Linked DNA regions of Zea mays: region 1 is linked to region 2. The links are chromatin contacts, called in public Hi-C maps. All regions are on one chromosome and are shown on one strand. Each heading gives the region's core, a stretch centred on a gene start, on an enhancer-like site or on the middle of the called end of the contact. The rest is flanking DNA. Distances are from core to core; before and after follow the strand shown. Region 1 holds the start of LOC103627259 (protein IDA-LIKE 2). Region 2 holds the start of LOC103627257 (RING-H2 finger protein ATL72).

Region 1 (6,415 bases), core at 2,217-4,716, 210 kb before region 2:
AAGACAAGCTCAGAATTATATATATTTCAGGACCAAGATCATGCAAAAATAGTACTGTTAGGTGCGGCCTCAAAAGTCAGTTAAGTAAGTGTGCCTATACAAATATTTTTTTTAAAAAAAGAAAAAAATGACTAGTCAGACGATTGAAATGACAGCAACGATGTGTACATACCACCGTTGCTTTTGCAGTTTGCTAAACACATGTGTCCGTCCTATAAAAAAATTGAATATATCGTCGGTGCACGCACGTAACAGTGATGATGCCGAATTACTGATGACGCCGTCTCAGAGTTGCTAACCCACCAGTCAACCACCACCAAATTTAGTAAACAGAAGCAACTGGTCACTGTTGCTTATCGAGAGGGGAAACGCGACACGAGTCGAGTGTGATGGAGATGAGATATAAGTATAGTACACCTGGGAAAGATCTAGGGACCATTGGAGTGCAAGTATGCTACTACTCTGGTGGAAAATGGCCGCGGAATTGTTGGCAGGCGTTGGCGTGAGCAAAAGTCAGCGGGGGCGTGTCGCCTGTCGCGTCGGCCTGCACCGTTACTGGCAGGTGCGGCTGCCAAGTGAAGTCCTCTGGCGTGCGGAGTGCCGACGGGGACATCCCTCGTCGTCCGCGCTGCCGTGTTCGTGTTCCACGCCCCTTGACTCGTCGACCCCTGTCACATCACATCAGAATCAGATCCCCCCCCCCCCCCCTCCGATGGCTGCTGCAGCCTCCGTCCCGAAATAAAACACGCTTTTAATGTTTTGAGAAAGAAATCGTTAACAGGATATCTTTATTTCAGAATAAATTTGAAATTGTAGAAATGTATTTGTAGCAGGGAAGAGGAGAGAGAGTACAATACAAGCAAGGCAATGCTCGTCGCTACCTCACCGCCTCTGCCTGCGTCCCAAATCCTCTGCACGTCGTCTCGTCTACACAGCTCCCACTCCCACTGCCGTAAGCGTGCGTGGCTGTACCTGCAAAGACGACGAGCTGTCCGATCACCGGTAGTAGGATTAGATTTCGCCTCTCTCTCTCTCTCTCTTCTCTCCCTTTACATGGCAGCAGGAAGCCTAGCACGTCCCGTATCATACTGTAATGTACTGTACATTCGTGCAGAGTGTCAAAAGAATGACGGAAGCAGGCATGGTACGTGCATGTCTACAACAACACCAGCAGTCGACAGCTTACGCCGTTCGCTTGCTAATCGCCAGCACTCATTACTGCCCCCCTGGCTCGTTTTAATCGCCAGCACCCTGGCTCAAAACGAAACCGAAAGGTGGTACGCTGCTGAGATGACAACAGAGAAAATGGACGGCCGTCTTGATTAGGCAGCTGCTGCAGCTCGGTCCAATCAGATCCAACAACGCGCCATTTTACGTTCCGATGGTGCGGTGCCGTCGGTGCAATCAACCAACGTCTTTCATCACGATTTCTCTGCTGATCTATGCCTCTTTCCTAGCAACTTCAATAGCGAAGCGGCAAGTATGCATGTAGCAGCAAAAAGAAAAGCGAAACTCTTCTTTCTTTTTTCCAAAATTGCATAAACATCTGGTTACACATACTGACATACATACAAGATGAACGGAATAAAAATAAATAACGGTCAAAAAGGTAGATTAATATGGTTGGGCGTCCGCCCCTTGCAGCCAAATCGTCAACGTGGGCCAGCATGCACCAACAACCGCGACGGACGGACGTCCGGACCGGCGGTGCGCGCTCGCTCCTGCTTCCAATTCCCGCCCACGCATGCAGGAGCTATCAATCACAGCACCGCACGCACGCAACTGCTCTCTGCTCGCCTCGCCATCAACGACGGACAGACAGCTCTGCTCGACCCGTATCACCCACGATGATGCTCATCAGACTGTAACGCTACCGCGCCCTCTCCCCTGCGTAGGGGGCCTCTACGTGGGCTGACGCTAGAGAGCCCCCTACGGGCTGCAGCCGTAGGGGTGGGCGCGCGAGTCCCCCAATCAAGGGGTCACTATTCATCCTCTACAACACTGTTCTGTGTGGCCACAAGCAATTGTTAGTAGATAAAAAATTGGTAATACATATAAAAAATGATATTTTATAGTTGTAGTAGGGTATAGGGGGAGTATTTAGGGGGAACCGCTGCAGGAGATAAAAATATAGGGAGTGAAATGTTGATGATGTGACCCAAAAAAGTGATATAGAGGGAAAATTTAGGGGTAACTCTTGCGGATAGCCTCAGAAAGCACAAAGCAACAGCGTTGATTGCGACTCGTGTCGTACGAGTATAGTACGTAGGCTCTGGTTGTTGTACACTCGTACTCTGCTCTGGCTGCATACCTAGCTAGCTTTATCCGCAAAAGCAAAATAAATAAATAAAAGACATAAAGCAAGCAGTGCGTGTGATGGCAGCAGCTGCAGCGAAACAGAAGCGTCGGTCCAGCTTTGCCCTGCTCAGGAAAGCAGCGCCGCGCCAGGGAAGAAGAGATAACAGAAAGGAACAAGAAGCAGTGAAGCACCGATAAACAACGCCTCCACCCACCTTTTCTTCTCCAAAAAAAAAACAAAAACAAAACAATAGCCTCATGTACATCATATCCTACAGAGAAGAAACGTGCCTCTTCTCCTCCAAGTATACATGCTAGTGCTGCTGCGTGCTACAACTAACCAACCACTACGAGAGCCTAGCTACGACCGACAAGGAAGCAAGGATTCAATTTAATCCACGTACGATGATGCATGCGACGCGAACTACGTATCTATCTTCGAGATCTTACTCTACAATATATCTTTTCTCGACCAGCCTCTCTCTCTCTCTCTCCAAACATTTGGTACGACGACGACGGTCGACGGCGCGCCGGTATACGTACGTCATCGTCAGGGATGGCTCTGGTCCTGCGCTCCGATGGAGTTGTGCTGCCGCGAGGGGCCGGACGGCGGCACGGGGCCCCTGGGGAAGAACCCCAGGAAACGGTTGGCGCTGCCTGGCTCCAGCAGCGGCCTGCCCCGGAACGGCTGCATGCCTCGCGCTCGCGCCGTCGCCTGGCAGCAGCTCGGCACCACCAGCATCAGGATCAAAAAGGCTAGCACCAGCCGCCACGGCGGCTTCTTGGCTAGTAATAATGGCCGCCGCCGCCCCCGCCGCCGCGGCGTCGCCCGGCTGCCGCTGCTGGCTTCTCCTGCTTCGAAACAGCCGGCGGCGGCCATGTACAGATCGCTAACCCGGCCCTGAGGCGGCGAGGGACTAGCTAGCTAGCTAGCCTAGCTGTGGCGGGCGTGTGGCGGTGGGCAAATGGCGAGGAGGAGGGCGGAAGGGAGGTGCTGATATATGGGTACGTAACGTTAGGCAGGGTGGGGGGCATGGAATGGAAGTCCTGAGGATGATGAGACAATTGGCAAGGCTTAAGATGTGTGTCGTTGCTGGATTTTAATTTTATACCGCCGGTTGGGTTTTAGCATGGTATGCTATGGACGAGGGGAGGTGCATGTCCCAGCCAAGGCGAGGGAGAAAAGTAGGCGAGGAGGATGTCGACCTAGCTATCCAGCAGTTTTCCCAACACGTACCAGCAAAATGTACCCCCGTTGAAAAACGATCCCTGTCTGTCCGGTCGTTCCTTCCTTGCAACAAGTACCTAGCTAGCTGTTTTTTTTTACATCTTTTTTTTTTTGCAGAACTTGTGAAACGATAAAAAAAATCTTTATGATAATTAAAACTACTGACCGTGTTTGCAACCTTTTTTTTCCTGTAATTAATTAATTGGCCTAGCTAAACGGTTGCTTACTACTACGAATCAACCGCTGGTTTTAATATGTCTAGCTGTTATTACACATTTTACTTTACAACTTGGAGCATGTACTGCTTCATCTGAAGACCGTGGCTGATGAATAATTGAATGCTTTGTTTCCTTGAGAAAACGAGCCCATCCGAATGTTGCCAAAACATCAGCATTGTTGAGTATCACACGTTTACATCGTTTCCTTCTCTGAGGCTGAGAGGAGAATAATAACCATATACATTTCTAAAGTTTTAAACCTTGTATTACCCAAAAACTACTGTAGACTGGAAATGGATAGGAGACAGGACCCCCACCCCCCCACCACCACAACACACACACACAAAGTGTCATCAGCCTGTTAGAAGAAAAGCTCAAGAACATATCGCCCTTATTTTGTGGGGGGGTGGAATGCTATGTGTTGCCGTGTCGTGCGCCCCAATTATTGCAGCAGCCGTGGGACAACAAGTGACGATGGAGAAAACGGACACGATCATGATCCGGTCTCTAGGGAGAGAAAAAAAAACAAGAATAATTCTCATCCAATGTATCTGGCAGTATTTAGTAATAGTGGACCGGATTCTGGGCTTCGCTGTGTCAGCTGCCCATTGCAGGCCGAGCAGCTGCAAGCTGCCGAACTGGTTGGTCATGCTTGGCGTGGCGAGCCCAGCCCACCAGTAGTTTGCAAAGTCTGCGCCGTCGTCTCGTCTTTGTCACGGCCGAGCAAAAGTTTCAGGCTGCCGACAGGGAACGTGTGCTCTTCATTTCAGACACCGGTTGTCGTTACTCCACTGGCTCTGCCTGGCATGTTATTACGGTCGCCCGTGCATCAGAGAGGCGCATGCGTGGAAGGAGAAGCAGGATATACATTGAGATCCTCAACCCAAGAGTGCACTACCCCATCACGCTATCCACTCCTTTTTTTTCTAGTCAAAGTGGGTGTTGAGTTATTAAATCAGTCATAATAATACGTGCGGAGTGCAAATGAAACTCGTGATCAGGTCAGATCAGATTCAAATGTGCAGTGCACTCCGTCCCGCTGATCGTGATGTAATAGTATATACAGTAGACCGTAATCCGCGGTATTACCACAACACCACCACTACGTAATTGCCTGCAGTAGATAGAGGACGGAGACAAGTCACTGCGGACATATACAGCGCTGGTTCCATTGTGATTTCTTCCTCCCTAGTCCCTATAAGGCTATAAACCACTACCGTATTCCTACAGTAGCCAGCATTATCCATGTAATGGTGACATGACATTATGGATACGACGGCAGCGCAGCGCAAAACGTAGCTGTGGATCGATATGATATGGCAGTTCTGTTAAGAGCAAGTTGGATGGATGTTGTCTCATTGGTGGTTTTTGGCACTGTCATGTAATCATATGACTAAAGATGATGTTTGTGAGTGGCATGGGTTACGACCATATGGCGGTGAACTAGTTTTATCTTACCGTTCTAAGTTTTTGCTCGCGTGCGACTGTTGCTTCACGGAATAAACACTCATTTCTCCCGTATTTCTCTGTCCTCTAAATCATAAAACAGCGAAGGAAGCGGTAGCAGACTGACTAAGCAGGTAGCGGCTGTACGACATGGACTCGTCCCGCCCATCTAGAACCTTCGGCTGTAGAATCGGAATGCCGTGGTGACGCGCGCGTCGCTCGTCGGCGTCCCAATGCCAGCTAGAACTGGCCCGTGTCCAGAACCTTCTTCGATAAAATCGGAGGTCTCGTGATCGCGTCCCCGGTCATCGGGCCGCCACGCGTCGATGGATTCACGCGCGTAAACATCAGCGAGTACGTACGTACTGCTACGTGTCGCGGAGAGCTTGAACCACAGCGCGCAGCCAGAGCTGGGTAAAGCTGTAATTTTTGTTGCCTAGGGCGGTTCCGTGTGCGCCGCCCAGAGTCGAGCCGCGTCACGTCGGTCCTCTTCCCTGTCGTGTCCGGCCCATGGACGATTATTGGAAGGTAGCTAGAGCGCCTCGTCCGTCCGGCGCGTGCGCTCGGATAAGAGGCTCCAACCGCCGAGACGTAGCTAGCCTGCTTGTCCGCTGGCCGCGCGCGGAACCACGGACGCGGAAGCCTGGTCACAGCTGGCAAGCTTCGTGCTCCCATCCGATTCGAGTTGGACCCTCCGGGTAAACGGCCGGCCGGTGATGGATGCATTGCATGGACAGGCGTTGCTGATGGCGACGCCGGCGCGCAACGAGAATACCGGCCTCGTCCGATCCGTCAGCCTCCAGCTGGGCGGCGGTTGGTCAGTGGTCACGCCATGCGCAAGCCGCAATCGACCTTGTCTGCTTGCTAGCTTCCCTTGTCTTGCGTGCTTGAGGCCTTGAGCCTCGGCGAGATGACCCCGGTCTGTAGGGTGTGGGAACTGACTAGACTAATCGAAACTCGGTCTTAAATTCTAGGTAACCAAAATTATAGTTATTGCGCTGTCGCAAGTTCTAATTTAACTGAATTATAGTACTCGGTTTGACCCAACTCAGCGCTGTTCGCTTCAGATTAAAGCTGATTATTTGAACTGTTGCAGTTGCAATCTATAGAGACAAAAACAATGTAGAAATAGTAGAAACCGGTACGGATTAAAACCAAACGAATACGATACTACGAAGTTGATTCCCCATGAATTTTAAAAAGTGAGATACGACATAAAATCCAA
Region 2 (5,868 bases), core at 3,338-5,837:
AAGATCGAGTACGGCTCTAAAAGTAAAAGTAAGTGATAGCCTTGATGGCTAGCTCTTTTATCTGATGTATATTTACTATGGAGATTCTGAAATATAATCTTGTCTTAAATTCATCCAACTGAGGCTATTGAGCAAGCATGGAAGGCATAATCACTGATAAAAATTCCTGTACACTGAATCATGTGCCAGCTCAGCTGCTTGTCTTCCGTGCCAATAGCATGCTTCAGTCTTCTTCTCGCTAGCTTAAATAAATACATTAGTGGATTCTAATGAACATAATAAATCTTATATATGTCATATGTGGACAGAATTTCCCTCAAGTTTATCTCCACCTACACCACGTGTGTTCTGCTGCAATTGAGGGATGCATGTTCGATTATAATAAAAGATTCCGGCCTTTATTTTTTTTATGAAATAGTTTATAGTGTTGGGACTGTTGGCATAAGCATAGACTCATCTCGCAAGCAGCTGGGATTCCTTTTGTTCCAAAACTTCTTTTTTCAAAAGAACTATTATTGCCAAAAACGAAATGTTTTTTAATTTTCACTTGTATCTTTCTAAATTCATCCTGCAACTCTAATGAAACTTTACATTGTAGTGCAAGCACTGAATTGTAATAGAAATTCTAGAAAGTTATCCGCTTGTGTTAATATATTTGGTTCAAATAACAACTAAAGCTTTTGGAGTAGAAAATAGAGATAGAAAAACCCTGTTTTTGTCAAGTTTTCTTTGTTAAATCCAAGTATAGTTCTTTACCATAACTCTTTTGTTCTATCTGACTATTCTTAGTTTCTTGCTATAAAATGGAGCACCTAACAATGCATCTTCACTGACCAAGAACTACAAGGTCACCCCTTCCATTCTAGGGTGACTGAGGGATCATACCATTCAAGACATTTTTTCATTACAGAAGTTTGTTGTCTTTGGATACTTATCACATGCATTTATCAGTGCCTCAGCAGTTCTTTAGTTTTAGGTTTTTAGCATATATACTATACATGTAGTTTCAGACACTTTCCATAATATTCTGGCTTTACTTAGCTAAATAATGGGACATGCCACAGTTATATGGATATGCCTTGTGTATAATAGAACAAAAAACAGACAACAATATAATTATGTTGGCTCACAGCATCTGTTTGTTTTCATGAAGGTTACCCATACAATCTGGACTTTGATTATGGTGCACTGACCCAGCTGCAGCACTTCTCGATTAACAACCTTGGTGATCCCTTCATCGAGAGCAACTATGGTGTTCATTCCCGGCAGTTTGAGGTTGGAGTGCTGGATTGGTTTGCTCGTCTCTGGGAGTTAGAAAAGGATGAGTACTGGGGATATATTACTAACTGTGGTACAGAAGGAAATCTGCATGGGATTCTTGTTGGGTAATACTTGAGAAATACTCGCTACTCTCACTGCTTATGTGAAATGTCACTTCTGCTCTAAATCTTCTTTATAAACTGTTTTACAGGAGGGAGGTGTTCCCTGATGGAATATTGTATGCGTCTCGTGAGTCCCATTATTCAGTATTCAAAGCAGCAAGAATGTACAGAATGGATTGTGTCAAAGTTGACACCCTTATGTCTGGGGAAATAGATTGTGCTGATTTCCAGAGAAAGTTATTGCAGAACCGAGACAAACCTGCCATCATTAATGTTAACATTGGTGAGTATTAACTCCAATCCAAGACTAATGCTTGGCCTTCGCATATATTCTGCTTCTAAACAAGATTGCCGTGCAGGAACAACTGTGAAGGGGGCTGTTGATGATCTAGACTTGGTTATCAAAACCCTTGAGGAAAACGGCTTTAAAGGTCGGTTTTATATTCATTGTGATGGTGCCCTTTTTGGATTGATGATACCATTTGTTAAGAAGGTGCTATTCTGGTTTTCCATGCTGTATATACTAATTACATCAGGCTGTACTAGTTCCTCATCCACTTCGATAGCTCATTCTCCTGCTATATGTATATGTATCCTCACTAGGCACCTCAAGTGACATTTAAAAAGCCTATTGGGAGTGTCAGCGTCTCTGGGCACAAGTTTGTCGGATGCCCCATGCCATGTGGTGTCCAGATAACAAGGTTGGAGCACATAAATGCCCTTTCTAGCAATGTGGAGTATCTGGCGTCAAGGGATGCAACAATCATGGGAAGCAGGAATGGCCATGCCCCTATCTTCCTCTGGTACACCCTCAACAGGAAGGGCTACAGAGGCTTCCAGAAAGAAGTCCAAAAGTGCTTGAGAAACGCACACTACCTAAAAGATCGCCTCAAGGAAGCAGGAATCGGAGCGATGCTTAACGAGCTCAGTAGCACGGTCGTGTTTGAAAGGCCAAAGGATGAAGAATTTGTCCGAAGGTGGCAGCTGGCTTGTGAAGGGAATATAGCTCACGTTGTGGTGATGCCCAGTGTCAACATTGACAAGCTAGACTATTTCCTGAATGAGTTAGTTGAGAAACGGGCGACTTGGTACCAGGACGGGATAAGCCAGCCACCCTGCATTGCCAGAGACGTAGGTGTTGAGAGCTGTCTCTGTGGCCTTCACAAGTAGCGAGCCTTTTGCTTTGCAAGTGGGTTCATTCTTGAGTCGAGTTAAAAGTGTTATGTTGTACTGTGTTCATTCTTGAGTTGAGTTAAAAAGTGTTATGTTGTACTGTGTTCGTGCGTTCTGCTTCTGTGTTTCTCCACAGTGTAGCTTATTTGTTGCCATGGGAATAAAATTCCTTCTATTAAATTGATTGATGGAAGTTGCATCACGGTTGGCTTTATCCTTCTGCCATGCTTCTGTTACCTGTAGAACAAGGGGCAACTCTGCCAAGCTTCTGTTACCTGTAGAACGAGAGGTAACTCTCTCATGCTTCTGTTACCTGTAGAACAAGGGGCAACTGGGACAGCATTATTATTCATTTATTGATGAGGACTTCAGGCGCTGTTGCTGCAGCGGAGTGTAATAAAGCTTAACAAACTGGAGCACTGCTCGATTTTAGCGATAATGCTGGCCTTGCTCTTCTTTCAGAAATGCATAGCAAGTGGGTTTGAACAAATTTAAGGTTTATTTATGTGTATACCCAAAAACAAGTCATTTTGTTTTCCCCTTTTCACAAATGTGTATAGCATCTTGGTGGCACAAAAGGTGGATTGTATCTGTTGTTTTTTATAAGCTAGTGTTGTTGTTGTTTTTTTGGGTAAGCTAGAGTCATGTAGCTAGAGTCGTGTAGTCATGTAGCTAACTAAGAGGGTATTTAAATGCACTAGAGTTAAAAATTTACTAGTAGAATTAGCTAGCTAACTAACAACTAATTTACTAAAAATAGCTAATAGATGAAATATTAGTTAGGGTGTTTAGATGTCTTTAGCTAATTTTAGCCACTAACTATTATCTCTAGTGTATTCAAATATATCCTAACTATTAGCTACAGTGTATTCAAGCACCCCTAAGTCATAGTTGACTCCGCACAATATGTCCACGGTGAGATCCTCATATGCCATTGGTTGAAAAAAAAAAAGGTGAAGTTGCTTTCGATCGGATAGGAATAGAAGCTCAGGGTGCACCAAAGATCATATTCATCGCTATCTGGCCTCAACCTTGAATGCTCAACAAAAGCAGGTGGTTCTTCTATATGTATGATGTATCGACGAGTGGAATAACTTTTCTCCTACTTTGTTTATCCCACACAGGTTTTTTTTAATCCATACAAAAACCGGCGCGTTCAAGTGTAGAAAACAGAACTGTCTTTGCGCAGTACGGGAACGCTAGATCAAGCAAGTGAAGGTCCTTCGATGTTTTGGTTCCTTTTTTTATGCTTTGTTTAAACTTTCATGGCAGTCATTATTCATTTCATTCAATATTGGTTTCCTCCCCCGCTACATTTTGGATCAAGTTTTGAGTGTGTGGTGGACCATCTTCTTATCCACTCAGTGGTGCGCTTCCATTCTTCTCCATTTGCTACGCACTGTTGGCCATGCCAGAATACTGGAAGGATAACCTTTTTTATAATAAGTGTGTATATATACTACTCCTACATGAGACATATATTTGCCACGATCAGTGCATAATTTTTTTTATCGAGATATTTGAAGGATTATATGGATCGCATTGGGACATGCATCTGGTAAGCTACTGGGCATACTTATCTGGTTTGCCCTTTCTTTAGAACGTGTTACAGGCTTTTTTTTGGGATTAAAAAGCTACAGTGTTGTTGCACAAATCTGTTGCAACTCAAATTTGGGTAGGCAGGGAAGTAAACAGCTCGTCAAAACGTGGCCATCGTCTTGCTCGCTTAGAGCCTGCTTGGATACCCATATATATGCCTTAATCCAACCACTACAACACACATACGTTGAAGTAGATACATGGGCATCTAAACAAGGCTTTAAGCATAATTATCTCATTATCTTAAGCGTTTTTGAAGAAGAAGAAGAAGAAGAAGAAGAAAAAGTCTGTGTTTCTTGTTTTCGCTTCGAAAAACATTGTTCCTTATAAGCTTTTGCGGAAACCTGATAAAGCTAGGCCCTATGCTTATCCTATTGTTCCTTATGAACTTCTGCGAACGAAGTCCCACTATCCCAGAATGGATGTCCGTTATCATTCTGCTTGTCAATTCGCCTATTTTTGCTTTCCGTCCCTTTCTTAATCCACGTTCTGATTTCTGCACGTGGCTGCCTTTTCAGCTATCGAGCCAAAGCTTACGCAAAGAGACAGAGGTGTCGAATTAGCCTATACTTCCCACATGTGTTCCCTCCCTCAGGCCTCAAACATAGAAATAGAAGTCGGCTGTAATTATTTAATTTAATTTGGCTCATCAGGATTCAAGCTTGAGAACTCTGGCCCTGTGATACCCTATTGAATTGCATGTAGCTTAAGTCGATGGAATAAAAAAAAGGGTGCACTTATGGCTAATTCACTTTTATACTTGTCAACAATCAGAATCGTCCCAGACTCCCAGTGTGCCTGTGGCAGAACATTCTTTTGCTTCCTGGATAGTGGAGACAGTCACATATGAAAACGATCTTTTCGTGAGAAAACTAAGACAGAAAGAAAACATAAGACTCTGAACCTGCAGTTTAGCAAGATTAGACATTCCAGGAAATGCAACTAACGAGACAATCATCGTTGGAGGCAGCTGACCTGGGGCGCGCCATGCATCCTCGAAAGCAGGCAAAGCTTGTGGGTCGGAGTTGCGAGCTCTGCTCACTGTTCGAAGTGGAAGGGATCAGAAGCAGCCAATCAGCATATGCAAAAATGCGACGTGGTTTGTGAGTGGTAATTAGTTGCTTTGTCAGCTTCACCATCGATCGTGCTCACATGCTTCATTGTCTTGGTATGTTACTGCCTCATGATTGCTCCAAGATCGAGGATACGATTCTCTACAAGATTGGTTGGTGTGTGTTAGTGTTACTGTCAGCTGTCATACTAGTCAAACTCAACTTTCTTGGACCATGGTTTCTCTCTCTCTCTCACACACACACACAGCTCCCGTCTTTTTGTCAAGTTGAAGGTCTATCAAGTTGAAGGATGTTTCCTATAAGTGATACAAGAAGGCACTAGTGTCACAGACAGAGTTGCATTTATCATATGTATGCTTTAATTTGTTTTAGTCAGTAGTAATAGTAGTCAAGATGTTAATTAATCTACTAGTACCTGCGAGTGTACAATAATTGCAATCTGGAAAGAAACCGGATTTTTGGAAGTCAAACTCACTATCATATATGCTTTCCCTTGGGCAGACCATGCCCACGAGTTGAGTTGGCTGGCTGGACCAGAGTTTGACCCCCCAAAGTTCACAAATAATTCAGTTGCCATGAACCACACGGTATGGCAAGGAGTGGCAGAGGTCAAAGATACAGCCTCCCCCACATGCCACATG

Evidence for each region. A called contact is a pair of places that touch in the nucleus more often than the background predicts.
Region 1: a contact with region 2 is called in a Hi-C map of ear, with 4 times the contacts expected there. The contact joins the promoter of LOC103627259 here to the promoter of LOC103627257 in region 2. A contact is called at or near these places in 9 of 25 Hi-C or Micro-C datasets (bundle sheath, ear, endosperm and 5 more) and 2 of 3 datasets of contacts at active chromatin or transcription factors (leaf and seedling).

What each region holds. Positions count from the first base shown.
Region 1 is chr5:173,965,456-173,971,870 of Zm-B73-REFERENCE-NAM-5.0, reverse strand. LOC103627259 (protein IDA-LIKE 2) reads right to left here and starts at 3,466. Exons shown (of 1, transcript XM_008647545.4): 1 at 2,483-3,466. The coding sequence starts at 3,178. The coding sequence ends at 2,849.
Region 2 is chr5:173,754,435-173,760,302 of Zm-B73-REFERENCE-NAM-5.0, reverse strand. LOC103627257 (RING-H2 finger protein ATL72) reads left to right here and starts at 4,587. Exons shown (of 1, transcript XM_008647543.4): 1 at 4,587-5,868. LOC103627258 (histidine decarboxylase-like) reads left to right here. Exons shown (of 5, transcript NM_001323601.1): 2 at 1,154-1,385; 3 at 1,472-1,665; 4 at 1,742-1,875; 5 at 1,986-2,739. The coding sequence ends at 2,552.